Linked DNA regions of Sus scrofa: region 1 is linked to region 2. The links are chromatin contacts, called in public HiChIP or PLAC-seq maps. All regions are on one chromosome and are shown on one strand. Each heading gives the region's core, a stretch centred on a gene start, on an enhancer-like site or on the middle of the called end of the contact. The rest is flanking DNA. Distances are from core to core; before and after follow the strand shown. Region 1 overlaps DDAH1 (N(G),N(G)-dimethylarginine dimethylaminohydrolase 1). Region 2 overlaps ZNHIT6 (zinc finger HIT-type containing 6).

Region 1 (7,140 bases), core at 3,240-5,739, 230 kb after region 2:
GCTGCCTTGTTTGATACCGTGAAAAGTGAAATCCCAGCCAATATGAAAACTTTAAATGAAATCAGGTTACTTGAGTCTAAGAAGACAATTTAAATGTAATGCATATGTAATCAATAACATAAATTCTCACACCGTTTAAGTAGAAACAATTTTTATTAGTAGTCTTAACATTGACTTTTTGTCTCAAAAACATTTCTACTGAGTCAGGAATTTTGTTATGCTATAAAGAATGGGACATGGGTTCTAGCCTTGCTTTTGTCCTGTAACTGGGTAACGTTACCAAAATCAAGTGGTACTTGGTCCTCTGATCTGTGTAACTGCTAAGATCTCTTCTGATCTTAAAAGTTTGTGATTCTGTGAGTTACACATTCTGTGCTAGTTTTTTTTCATTTAATTCTCCAGTCCAAAAATTTACAATGTGTATATCTGCATCCGGCTTTAACATCTATAAGATGATCAAAAAATATTTGTTAAAGTAATGGTGTGTTTTGCTGTTTCTGATGGATTGTGAAATTGCTGTCATTTCACAGCTTTTTTATTGGACTGTGACTCATTTCTATTTTGGCCGAATGGGATCGTTGTTGCTTTAACATTTATTTCCTCTCTACTCTGGCTTTGTGCATGATTTGGAGTTAGTTTTTATGTGTTCTCACTAAGGTGTTTCAGAGGGGAAGCTGCAGGAAAGACTCTTTCGCTATGCCTAATCTTAGTTGCTCCAAAAAGATAGACACAAAATTTTCATAATCATAAAATAATCCAGAAAGTGGATTTTACTTTTATTCAGCTTGACTTTGCTGGTGGAGAAAAAGCAAACACCACACTGTGTGGACACTGGCCGATTAATTTAAACAGTAGCTCTATGGAAAGAAACGCCACCCCACTTCTACCCATTGGAAAACCGGCTGGTTAGAGACAAAAATTTTCGGCACCCTGAGTTGGAGGAGACCTGTCCTTTCTTCTAAGGCTTTTACATGGATATACCAAACAGAAAAAGACACAGGAAAACAGTTGCTTCCTGTTTAATGAAATAATTTTAAAATTAAGGCATTTATTCCCTTAAGGCTAGTTTTTTTCATCGTACATTTTCAGTTAATCTTTAAATAGGAGATAAACTGCTCAACGAAGTCAGTCATCAGATTGGTAGTATAGATAGTGTATTAGTTCTTTAAAAGTGCCCAGTTCTATGGAAAATATATTCTCAGTATTAACACCGATACAGCAGTGGCTTAATATACCATTTACAGTGGAGAGACAATTAGTTATGCTAGTAAAAAGCAAACTTTAAAGCATTTAATCCACTGTATATGATTGTTTGTTCTGAGCGACTAACCCAAGACGTGTAGGGTTTAATTTCGAACCCAGAATAAATGAAGGGAAGGGAAGCCAGACTTCCCCCGTGCTGAGGAGAAACCCCTGCTTGCGAGGGCCTATGAATGGCTGCACTGTTCAGCGTTCGTTCAGGGCGGCCAGGGTCTTGCCATTCCACACTCAGGCTTGTTTTTATTTTTAAGGAATGTCGGAAAATGGTGGAAATGAATGTTTTTCCTTTTCTTTTTCCTTAATACCTCATGGATCCTGACCTTTCCCTTTAAACTGGTTTAGTGTGTGTTTCCTTTAAAATCGGTCATTGATCCAAAAATAAGTTTGATTTTCTTTTTCCATGATCTTCTCGAAAGAATTCTGTTAATAGCATACTAAACTGGATTACAAACTTACTGAATAAGTGCTTTGAGTTCTGGGCAACCTTGGAATAAAGGGCACAGAAAGAGTCATCCTGCATAGAATGAGACTGGGCAAGTCGGATGAAGGAAAGGAATGCAATTGTATGGCCGATGCGACCCACATCTTTTAGTGGGTTTATTAGCAATTTAATGGATATGGTCATTCAAGCACAAGAATGGCTTCAGTGGAAAGGTCTGTTCTGCTCTCTTTCCCATACACTTTGGAATGAGTTGAATGTGACAGTTGAGCTTTCAACAAGCTTCATGAATTTTAAATCCTGTTTAGTCATAAACTGGGGTGCATGGTATGCAGTCAGTGTGGACAAGGAGTTGGCAGCCTCGCCAGGTATTAGGGGTATCAGGTGTCTTCAAGACAACGAGGACTTGGACCCACCAGGTGCTTTCTGGGTCTGCTCTACGTACCCACGAAGGATGGAGGACCTCTCTCTGTCCAACGTCTAATAACGAACCACTTTGCAGAAGAAAATCTATACTGATATCTCAGAACAAAGTATTTTTTGGCAGACAAATACGTCTGTTTTCCTTCCTCTTGTCTGATTCACGCACCTCTCGCAGAGCCTGCTCCATGAGTTGTTACATCGATCTGAACACTCAAATTTTGGTGCATATTCTGATGGATCCCGAAGCATTTCTTTGAATGTTTGAATGGTTTATAAAGTTGCTCTTGAATTCTCCTCCCACCCCAAAAACCTTAGTCTTTGCTTAGGGTTAAGTCTTGAAGTATATTCTGAAATTCAGTACAAGGAGCTTTATGTGTTGTCTTCGGAAGTACCTCACAAAGACTGTTTTCAGAAAATAGTTTTTCAGGGTCACCTTGAAAGCAATCTGTGAATATATTTTTAATCACCTTATAATAATGCCCCATGTTTTATTTAAATATGGACTTGTGTGCTTATAGTATAATTTTACACGTGTGAGCAAAAAACTGTTGTCAAAAACGTGTGTGATAAGAAGTTCTGGAATTTTATGTGCCAGGTAATGAGCAGTGGCATCTAAGCCTGGCGTTGGTGTTACAAACATTTCTCAAGGTTTGTTTTCACTTTTCCGTGCCTTCTGATTTGTCTGCATTGAATGGGAGGGGCGGGCTGCGCTGCCTTTGTCACCTCAAGACCAGGAGCAGAGACCCCTCAGAGGCTGGCTCCGTGTTCCCTGCAGGCGGGAAGCACCACGGACTGGAGTCTGGGTGACCGTGGGGGCAGAAGCGGGGTGGCTGTTGAACGAGGGGCCGCAGGGCCCCACGGCCGCGGCTGCACCTGCAGCACCAGCGCCCGTGGAGGGTCTGCCCAGACTGCAGATGGGCCGGCAGGAGCAAAGCTGGGCTGGGGCTGTTTCAAAGCCAGTCCAAGGGGCGAGCCCAAGAAGTCCCAGAGCCCCCACAATGAGAGCCTGGGTGGTGGGGACGGTGGCTGAACCAGGGAAGGGCCGATGACCCAGCCCTGAAAGACGCCTGCAGAGCAGGTGCCCGTGGGCCTCTCTTCCTCCCCCGGGGCCACGATCCTACTTGCGTGTTTGGAGTCATGGGGCCGCGCTGGCATCGGGTCCTGTCCCAGGGCTGCCTTGGGAGCCTGCCTGGGCAGTGGTGCCTGTAGGTGCTGGCAGGGGATGAAGTTTCAAGGGTTCGGGTGTCTCGCAGCGTCTCCCACTGGGGACACAACAGTCCTTTTCCACCAACCGACCAGGGCGCCTCTCAGTTTTGAACGTTTCCTTTTCGTCTTTATTAATAGTCGCACCTTTAAGGAATTGTTGTAATCTAGTGTTTTGCATAGTCTTTTAACTGCTAAATTTATCTACATTTTTTATTATTAACTGAGCTTCTCTCTCAGTTTTTCTCTGGGTATTTATAAAGACGCTCCTCGGTTCATTGCACAAACCCTAAATAATGTCATTCACTAAAGAGGCGGCCCTTTAAAATGGGCTCTGGAGACCTGAAAGAGTTACTTTACCTCTCAAGGTTCTGCGGTCCCGTCGGGGAGAATCTTCTTAACTGTACAGTATCAGTAAGAAATACTGAGCAAGTATATTTGAATAATACTGAAATGTGTTTAGTTTTGACAGCATAAACATGTGTTTACAGGGACTTATTTCAAGATTGGGTCTCAACCTCTGTGATGGCAAATTTAGTTCAGAGACATCTGAACCCTTTACCCACTATCCTCACTGTTAAAGCAGTCTTTTGCTAACACACTGTATGCTTTGTACATTTTATAATAAGCACATGCCTCCTGTGAAATGAATGCATCTGATCCATAATAGATCTGGTTGAGAGACAGTGGAACCGAGCCAGCTCAGCCCCGGTTCAAGGGAAAAAGCAGTGAACAGGGGCAGTGACGTTTATGAGGATCTGATTTCATCAAGCTCTGCCTCCTGGGAAGAGGCTCCAGGTGGCATTAAGTTTATTGTACTTTGAGAATTATTCAAAACCAGACATGAAGTCCCTTCTGGGTTATGTAAGGGACAAGTAGCTGTTCCTCAAATGAATGTTTTATTTAAAAGTTAATAAATACTTAGGGGTGAATTGGAAAGAGGAATAAACTTTTTGAATAAAAAGAGAAAAACTGTAAGGGTAAGGACGTTCCCCTGTTTTTCTAAGGCAGTTTGGAAAAGGCAAAACTCATTAGCTAGACAATAATTTGTTTTCCTTGGTAAAACATTGACTGGAGTGTTTCTATTAGGAAAACATTATCAAACTGTTCCAGTCTCGGTCCAGCCGAGGACACCCAGATGGGACAACAGAGAAGAGAAGTCACTCGCCGTTGGTGTCACCGTCTTGCCAGAATGTGAACAGCTGTCAAAAGCAAGGACAGTTCCTTGAAGCTGTCGCCATTTCGTACAACTATTGCTGGAAACAAGCCTTTACTTAGTATCTGTGAGCATGCAGATATTCAGCTGATGGCTTTGCACTAACGTATTTTCTAAATAAGCTCCAAAAGAAGCAAGTGTTTGAACATGTGACAAAGGGTGACTATTTACAAAATTTCTGGCCACACAGCAGCCTGGGCTCAGAAGGCAGCCCCTCAGGGTGAACCGCTGTCTCTTCTGTAGCCCCGACGGGGCTGCCCCAGCATCTGAAACGAAGGCTTCGCCGCGACTCACGGCAGCCCAGGACGAGGGAGGCAAAACATCAGAAGGATTTGATTATCGCGTGTGAACCCTGAGCCATCTGCTACAGTCAAAAGAGCACCAAGTGAGAATTCCCGCTGTGGTGCAGTGAGTTAAGAATCTGACTGCATCTGCTCGGGTCGATGTGGAGGCACAGGTTTGGACCCGGGTCGCCGTGGGTTAGGGACCCTTAGGTCATCGTTGCAGCTCAGATTCAAATTCAGTCCATGGCCCGGGAGTTACCATGTGCCATGGGTGCAGCCATTCAAAAAAAAAAAAAAAAAAAAAAAAAAGCACCAACTTGCAGCAATTGTGAAGAAAGCATGTTTCAACAGGTAGAAGATGATAAGTACAGTATTTTCCTAAAGAAATGCAGCTTCACTCGTTTTTCACACATACAGCAGACACCGAGGCCCACTTTCTCAATCAAGAGCTCTAGTGAACCTATTTGAATAGGGAATAAAATGTGTTTGAATTAGCACGGCGGCGTTTATTCAGTCTATGGCTCTGCAGTCCAAATGGAGTTTGGACAGACTCATCTAAAACATGCTTGAAAGTTGTTTTCCTGCAGCCTGTGGACGCTGTTTATTTGCTTAATGAACTTTGCCTTGTCTCCTGTTCAAGTGCTCATTCAAAATTGAAGGTTTCTAAAAGAATAAAATCTTGTACTACTGCTATATTATATAGCTTCCACAAAACTGAATTTAACCAGAAACTGGACAGGCAACTGACAAGTACTGCTTGAAGACTTCACGCATCTACTGCTTCTGGAAAGTTCGTTACAGTCCATGGAGATGTTTCCGAACCTTCCATCCTGGTGGTGTCTGTGCGGTCGTAATCCTTGTGCCCAGAGCAGGGCTTTGCTGCCCCGGGGAGACTTTTCCAACCATTGCTGCAGATAGTACCATGCGTTGCAACAGCAGTGGGTCAAAAATACCTCCAGGAGTCTCTTTCTTTGAATACTGTTTTTAGGAGGAATTGTCACATCACTTCCTGCATGACAGAGTTTGAGATAGTTCTGATGTCACTTGGTTTTTTGTTAGTTTTTTTTTTTTTTTTAAGGCCGCACCCAAGGCATATGGAGGTTCCCAGGCTAGGGGGCCAATCAGAGCTGTAGCTGCCGGTCTACACCACAGCCACAGCAAAGCCAGATCCGAGCCAAGTCGGCTACCTACTCCACAGCTCACGGCAATGCCGGATCCTTAACCCATGGAGGGAGGCCAGGGATTGAACCTGCAACCTCATGGTTCCTAGTCAGATTCGTTAACCACTGAGCTACGAAAACCATAAGTTTTTCAATGTCTGTGAGTCAGTATCTGTTCTGCAAAGAAGTTCATTGTGTCCTTTTTTCAGATTCCACATGTCAGTGAAAGCATTTGATGTTGGTGTCTCATTGTATGGCTGACTTCACTTAGCCTGATCGTTTCTAGGTCCATCCATGTTGCTAAAAATGCTGGTATTTTGTTCCTTTTAATGGCGGAGTAATATTCCAGTGTACATGTACCACATCTTCTGGACTCCTCTGTCGATGGACATTTAGGTTGTTTCCATGTCTTGGCTATTGCAAATAGTGCTGCAATGAACTGATGTCCCTTGGTTTTATATGCTGTTTTTATGCTATTGACTCCAAATCTTGTTTCCAGTTCTGACTACTCCCCAGAAGTCTAGATTAGTATATTCAAATGTCTTGACCTCTCCGCTTGCATATCTGCAAACATTTCAGACTCAACATGACCAAAAAGGAACTCGTGAATTTTTTCCCAGACTTGCTCCTCTGCAGTTTCCTCCGTATAAGAAAGTGCTACCACCATTCACCCAGCTGCCCAAGACAAAAACCTAAGAGTCCGTCGTGATTCTTTTCTTTCCTTTCCGCCCACAGCTAATCCACCAAGTCCTGTCCACTGTCCTTCGAAACACACCCTGCATTCGGCTGCATTCTTCCTCTCTGCCGTCAACACCCTTGTCCGTTCTCTTTCATTAGGACAACGGCAGCGGCCCTTAACGAATTTCCCTGCCCCAGTTCTTGCCTTCTGATCCATTTTCCCCAAAGCAGCCAGCTAGAATTGTCTTTGTAAGTGAGATTATGTCACTCGCCTCCCTCAAAATTCCAGTGGCTTCTGATGACACAAAATTCCAACCCCTTAGGCTGGATTGCTAAGGTCTGCGAGACCTGCCCACATCCCACATGGCCAGCTTTATCTAGTACCTTGCTGCATTCAGTTTCTAGAGATGCCATAACAACACACCACAGACCAGGTGGCTTAGTTTCTTACCAACCTGGAGGCTGGACGTCTGAGAT
Region 2 (6,759 bases), core at 640-3,139:
AAGTACCTAGATGTTACAGGCACCATGCAGCCCGAAGGAACGTGTGGAGGTTTCGATTTCTGTCATGTCATCTGTCCCCAGTGAAATGTGACCGTTGTTTATTTGACTGACATTCCCAATAAACTATGGGGTTTATTTCTCTGAACTTCCCTTACTTAGCAGGTTATCTGTACATTGTACTGAATAAATATTTGAGGAATTACTTGATGAATGGAAGCTAGGCACTGTTCCCACTACATGTTCACATGCATTAATTTAATGAAGATGTAATAATCTCTACGAGATAGAATCGTAGACTCTTAAGAAATTAACTTACTTAAAGAAACCAGGTTACAGTTACAAAGCCAGCATTTGGACTCTCGGTCAAATGAGTTTGGCGAGCTACACCTAGTACACTGTTAACGTTAAATCTTTGCAAGCCAGCTGATAGGTAGATAACCTCTCCATCATCACACTGGTGAGGGGACTGAGTTACCTGAGGAGCCACAGCTCGAAAGGACCAGTGGGAAGACTGGCACCCGGGCTTGTGAATTGAGAAGGAACTGAGCTTGTGGGTGAGGGTGAGGAGAGGCGAGCACATGGCCTCTACGACGAGAGCTTTGTGAGGCCCTCTTCAAAGCATGTTTTAGAATGTGCACTGGGTGGCTTTAGTGCCCTGCCTCCTGTAGCTTCTGGGCCATCCACAGACTGGCATCCTCAACCAGCCTGGTTCTGAGCCATCGAGATTCCTCTGCATTAACTCAGTAGTGGCTGGTGCCCAACTCAGGCCCCCTGGAGGTCTCGTTTACATGTTTATGCAAATTACATAGATGGTCCAAAACAAAGGGCAGCAAACCGCTAACTCAATGACCGTATTTTTTTAATATGAAAACTAAGGGAAATTAGATAAACATTTTAACTTGACAAAATTTGCTTCTGAGGTGATATGGACAATATGAGTTACAAAAATTGCCATGTGGGAGTACTTGGAGAAATTTTAAATAATACCTAAAACTTTTAAACAGAAGAGTTAGCTGTCTGACCCCTATACGTAGTTTGGTTTTGTGTTCTAGTTGGAGTTTATACTATCCTTTCTTCTCCTAGTCTGGATCTTCATTAAAATGTACTTTTTTCCTTTTCATTCGGATTTTAAAAGCTGTTTGGTTCATTTAATCCCTTCTCTTTCTGTTCTATTGAAATAAGTTTAGAACTTGAAATTTCTTATTTTAAAGGAATTTGGTAAGTGTGAATCTAAAACATTTAGTTTATAATCGATTCAGGCACCTTCCTGAATTTAGTTAATACAAACCATACTTTAAACACATCTGGCTGCAGATGACGAACTGATTCAGGTTAATTTTTTAACAGCAAGAGACTCAGCTGTGCACCGTTGGAGTCAGTTGCCCTTTTAACCTAGAAACCTAAATTAAGAAACAAACGCACAACTCTTAAAATACAGGCTAATGGCTGCTTTTGTCAGATAAATATCAAAACTTGTAGGATTTTAGAGAGGAAGGGATCTTGGGGATCCCTCATCCGATGACCTTATTTTATAGGGGAAGACTTTGTGGCTTAGGGGTTGCTATTAGATTGTTAAATTTGGAAAACATTCAAATTGAGTTTCAGTACTCTTTAGGGGGTGGGAGGGGAGATGACCTAAGGGTTGTCAGTGATCAGATGTGAGATAGGATGGTTTGGGACTCTCTTTTTCAAATTCTCTGTCCCTTTTTGAATCACGAGAAGGTAAAAATAAATCCTGATTTGCTAATAAAGTGCAGAGAAAGAAGTTCAAGACCTTGGCCAGCTTCTTTGAAAGGTGCTAACAGAGCCAGGATTAAAAAAGCATTGCCTTCAGTCTCGCCGGTCGTCCCTGGACTCCCTGTGAGCCTGCTGTGCTCTGCCCTTGCAGGGCCCCGAGCAGCTGCCTTTAGCAGGGTCAGCCTGAGGGTGAACAAGGCCAGCAGCAAGAGGAGCTGTCTGAGAGGGTCCCTAAGGGCAAAGAAAGACAAGTTGTTGGTGTCGTAATTCTTTAAAACCCAAGTCATTGTCTTAGAGAGCAGAGGCCTTTTGCCAATGGGAACATCAGAGTTGGTGAAATTTCAGAAAAGATGAAGCTGTCTTTAGGATTTAGTGACTTAATGGCTTCCAAAGGAGCTAACACCTAAATATTTGGGGCACTGCCAAGCCAGACTCTACCACTTGCCTCAAGATAGTAGAAAAAGAAGCACTCAAGGTAGTGGTAGCCCTTGGAAGTAAATGTGATATGAAATAATCCTTTGAAGGTGATACAGAAAGTCTGCATCTCTTAGCCCCAAGCTAAGAGATGCAGACTACTGCCTTTGGAATGGATGAGCAATGAGATCCTGCTGTGTAGCCCTGGGAACTTTGTCTACTCGCTTATGATGGAGCCTGATAATGTTAGAAAAAAGAATGTGTACATGTATGTGTAACTGGATCACCATGCTGTACAGTAGAAAATTGGCAGAACACTGTAAGCCAGCTATAATGGAAAAAAATAAAAATCACTATTTAGAAAAAAGTGATACAGAAAGTTGTAAGGCTACATTTCAAACGCAGAATGCATAAAAAGGCAAATATGGGTTTCAGTGCTTCTATAACAAGTTCCATTCTTTGTTACTAAGCAGCGACCTTGTCCTGAACGAACATTTCTGTCAGAATGTCCTGTTATTTTAGGTAAATGCAAACGTAAAACTGTGTTCACAGCTTAATAAATGAGCTGACAGGTCCTGTGTTTTCTCATGTAGTGCTCGTGATCACTCTTGGAAGCAGTGCTGTTATTATCTCCATTTTAAGCATGGAAACTAGGGATGAGAGGGGTTCACTTGCACAGAATCACAGACCAGTAAGTGATGGAGCCAGGACTTGAACTCAGAGTGTTAGATTCCAAACCCAAGCAACCGGAAGTTACTGCTTCATTTAATTAAATCCCACGTCTACAAGATGTCACCTCACATGGGTTCGATAGCCTTTCTTTGTAGATCGAACAGGTTACATAATTTACTTAATTACTGGCAAATATTAATGGTAGACTAAGATTAACCACCAGTAGTAGCAAAAGCAGCGAAGCTCAGAATTTCAAAGATTATCTAGTGAAATCTGACCTCTTTTAAGTGACAGACTGGAAATCCAGAGCCTGGAAGCTTATTGACACTCAATAGCAATATTGCCGTGAGTAGAAGTTTGCAACGTCTTAGGGTGAACACTAACTAAAATCCGGTGGTTCTAATTAAAACCACAAGACATACCAGATTCTTACTGCATTTGAATAAAATATTTTTAAAATAATCCATTATAAATTCTTATGTAAATATTCATATCCTAAGTGCTTTGTACAGACCCTGCATGGCACATAAAATAGGGACTAGTGTTTTTTGTTTTTTTTTTTCCAAATTAAACAAGTGTAATTAATTATAGTTTTAAGATTAAAAAACATATACTTTATTACATGGCAATTTTTAAGACTCTCTAAATGTTCCTTTGCTGGGATTATGTTTTATATCAGTAATAATATTAGGTTCTGGTTACCATGTGGCTTTCAAAGAATTTTTTTTTAATTGTCTTAGCTTTGGAAATCTAGAGAAGCTTAACAAAAATTTAATATTTTGAAAAGAAGAATACCTAAAACATTAAGTATACAGTGAAAATTATTTCCCCGAAAATGGAATAAGTCAAAAACATTCCTTTATTTTGGAAATGTCTCTTAATAAAAGCCTTATGATTCAGTTAAAATGCACAGAAAATAAGTTACTACAAGTGTTTGCAGGATGCTCTTTGAAAAGTTCCTGTTTGAAAATGCATGTCTTGCCGTCTAAGAAAAATTTAGTTATATCCATTTTATATTTTACTTTATAAGCTGACTTTATACTTTGATATCTAGTTCAGCCTCTCTTTTTTTGGTATAATTACTGGTAACGTTTTTAAAAACACTGCTTGAACGTTATTTCAAAGGGAAGCAATATGTAAAAGATGTGAAGCATTTAATCCTTGAAGGCTGGAACCACTTGTAAAGTATCATAAGCACATCTGCCTTGCATCACACAGGGAAGGACTAGTGTTCCCTGGTTACGGGCGCAGGGTGGGGCTGGTTTAAGAAAATGGAGTATTTTGCATTTGAGCTTCTCTTCAATATAAAAAATACGCTGTGATTCTACAATGAAGATTTTAATTCCAGGGGTGGGGTGTGGGGGCAGGTGAAAGTAAGTCAAGCTTTGGTTTTACATTTGTTCTCTGACTCACCATCTACCTACGCTGTAAACCCTACACCAAGAGTTCTTAGTAAGTGTGCTCGCTTCTCAGCTGCCAGGTAGGCTGCAAATAACGTGTTGCTAATTAGGAAATACCCAAGTGTGAATGACTAACTCCTAAAATGCCAGCAGCTACACACGTGCCCTGATGATAACTTCACTCTTGATCGGACCCCCAGTGTACCTTCTGGAGCAGGAGGAGTAGTTCCGGCTGTCGGGCGGGTGCGCCTTGGGGTGTGTGGGTTTTGAATATGTTGAGAACCGTTGAAGAACTGCACTGCAGGTGGATGGGTTCTCACCTTTCTCCTCTTTGTCCTGACATGATAGTCACCTGCCAGCACATCCCCAGATGCAGCTCCTGGTGAGCTGGCTGAAAACCCACCCCTTGCTTCCTGCTCCTGAAGGCAGGCAAGGGAGAACGTTAGGGGACTGCATCTTTAGTCACCTTTAAAAAAAAATGTTTCTTTAATGACTTGAGAATTTCATACCTTAGGGGATGTTAGCACCTAATTACCTGCGGCACGTTTACCGACCGCGTTGTGATACCAGGACTGATGCACCATACACTTCATAATGTTATGCTTTTACCTCACTCGTAAGCCCAGACGTGGTTTGTTTTTAATTTCAAAATAAAGGAAAGCCATATTTAATTATACGGCTGTATAATTTGGGAAAGTATTTCTAATTTAGAATTAAATGTTTATAAAAAATACTTTGTAGCCAGTTATTTTACTGCCATATATTACGCGAAATTATCATGGAGTAATTGTTTAGTTTTCTTGTAAGACTCAAACTAAATATATTTGAAGAATTTGAATTTTTGGCTAGTCAATGTTTTATCCAAGAAAAATTCATAACACATCAAATATAGATGGTATGTAAAAGTTAGCCTTTCTCCTTTACTTGATATTAAATGAATGACTTGTTCTAGAGCTTTCCTAATGGCAGACTATTTGATATGCTTTGATTTAGCTTTAGGATCTCTGTAATAATTCTCTTTTACCTGACTTCCTTAGCAGTGTTAAACTTACTATATTATAAGGAAATAACTACTGAATTAATCTCATCACCATTTAAAATTGTTTAAATGTAAGGGCTCATGTATTTTATTTACGTGTAATTTTGAATCAAAGTGTTTTTTTGTCTTTGTTTTGCCTTTTTACTCTAAGATACTATGAACTGGATCCTGACAAAAGTCTGCTTGACAATCTGCGGAGCAAAGTGGTCATTGAATACCCGACGTTGCACGTGGTGTTGAAGGGGCACAGTGTCGACCTGAGGGCCTCACCAGGGTGAGTACGAACCTGTCCCTGCAGCGCTTAGAGTGACTCCAGGGGGCCAGAGCAGCTGCATGCCCGCCTTTACATAGTGCCCAGGTGTTTTCACCCTAACTGAGTTGACTCTGCAAGTGTGGATAATCTTGTGAAAAGCCAAAGGAAGGAGCTGTTGCTTTTGTCCTGTTGGAGAGCGTGCAAGCTGGTGTCTGCTTAAAATGCATGAAGCAGTTTGAATGTCTGGCTGTCCAAGGATGTGCTCTGCCTTTTTGGGGTTTTGTATGTTTTTGTCTCTCTTTAAGGTAAACAGTCTTTAATGAAGTCTGTCCATGAGCAGGTAAATTTACCCCCAATTAAAGCCTTTAGAGATCCCTGAAATGAGCGGTCGGTCGCAGAGCAGTCTTCGTGCTCTGCCTCACGGGAGGGGAAGTCCAGCGGGAGGAACGTGGCCTTTGACTTTGACCAGGCGGAGAGTGAGCCGGTGCCATTGCCTTGACCCGCATCTCCTTTTCTCTTTTAAACCCACTGCTTTGTGCTTCCTCCGATTTTGTGTCATTGGTTATATTCCTTGGCATTCTGATGATTCCTTAAAAGAAGATACTTGTCCCTCTCTGGTGAGAGTGGAGTTGAGAGGAAGTAGGAAAACCGGAAACGGTGTATGTAAAAGTTTCGCGTATAAAGCGACTTACCCATGTTTGCAGCTACTGATTAAAGTAAACTAATTGTGTTTCGGAGTGCAAATTCTAGAGGATGAATAAAATCCAAAAATCGCCTTTACTGTTTTTTTATAAAAGCATTAAATTTTTAACATTTTTAAAATTAATATTTTTCAGTAACAGGATAGGTCTCTAAGTCTTTAGGTTAATTCTTTATATTTTTTACAGCTTGAGAAAATCCAGTTGTATTTCCTCAAATTAAATGAGAAATTTCAGTTCTAAATGACTAGTTTCACCTTTTTTAAGCTCTGTAAAAGCTGACTTTTTTCCTTAGTATAATTCACAAAGCTGTCTCTCTGAAAGTTGGGTTCCGGGAAAGTTGTTTAGCAATGTGGGTTACCAGCCAGAGCAAACACTGTCTGTGTAAATAAACACGGCACACACAGCTCCTCTTTCACCTTGTGTAGGAATGCCCCTTCAAGTAAGGCTTCCTGTCACGAAGCAAAAAGAAAAGGCTACTTTTGTAAGTGTACTTGGAACCTTATGAAGTAAAATTTGCGAAGCTCTTGGTGGGTGGATGCCGTC

The links. HiChIP or PLAC-seq counts read pairs in DNA pulled down with a chosen protein or histone mark.
Region 1: an H3K27ac HiChIP or PLAC-seq map of skeletal muscle shows a contact between it and region 2. The contact joins two enhancer-like sites. A contact is called at or near these places in 1 of 47 Hi-C or Micro-C datasets (liver) and 1 of 2 datasets of contacts at active chromatin or transcription factors (skeletal muscle).

Annotation. Positions count from the first base shown.
Region 1 is chr4:130,560,127-130,567,266 of Sscrofa11.1, forward strand. All of the region lies in intron 1 of DDAH1 (N(G),N(G)-dimethylarginine dimethylaminohydrolase 1), which reads left to right. Among named protein-coding and RNA genes, the nearest start is that of DDAH1, 78 kb to the left of the region's middle. Within about 2 kb of position 4,490, at least 7 of the 83 cell types and tissues checked have an H3K27ac peak or open chromatin away from gene starts, as enhancers often do. A contact at or near this core is called in liver and skeletal muscle, where this site is marked.
Region 2 is chr4:130,333,687-130,340,445 of Sscrofa11.1, forward strand. It overlaps ZNHIT6 (zinc finger HIT-type containing 6), which reads left to right. Exons shown (of 10, transcript NM_001243449.1): 9 at 5,414-5,536. Among named protein-coding and RNA genes, the nearest start is that of ZNHIT6, 39 kb to the left of the region's middle. Within about 2 kb of position 1,890, at least 7 of the 83 cell types and tissues checked have an H3K27ac peak or open chromatin away from gene starts, as enhancers often do. A contact at or near this core is called in liver and skeletal muscle, where this site is marked.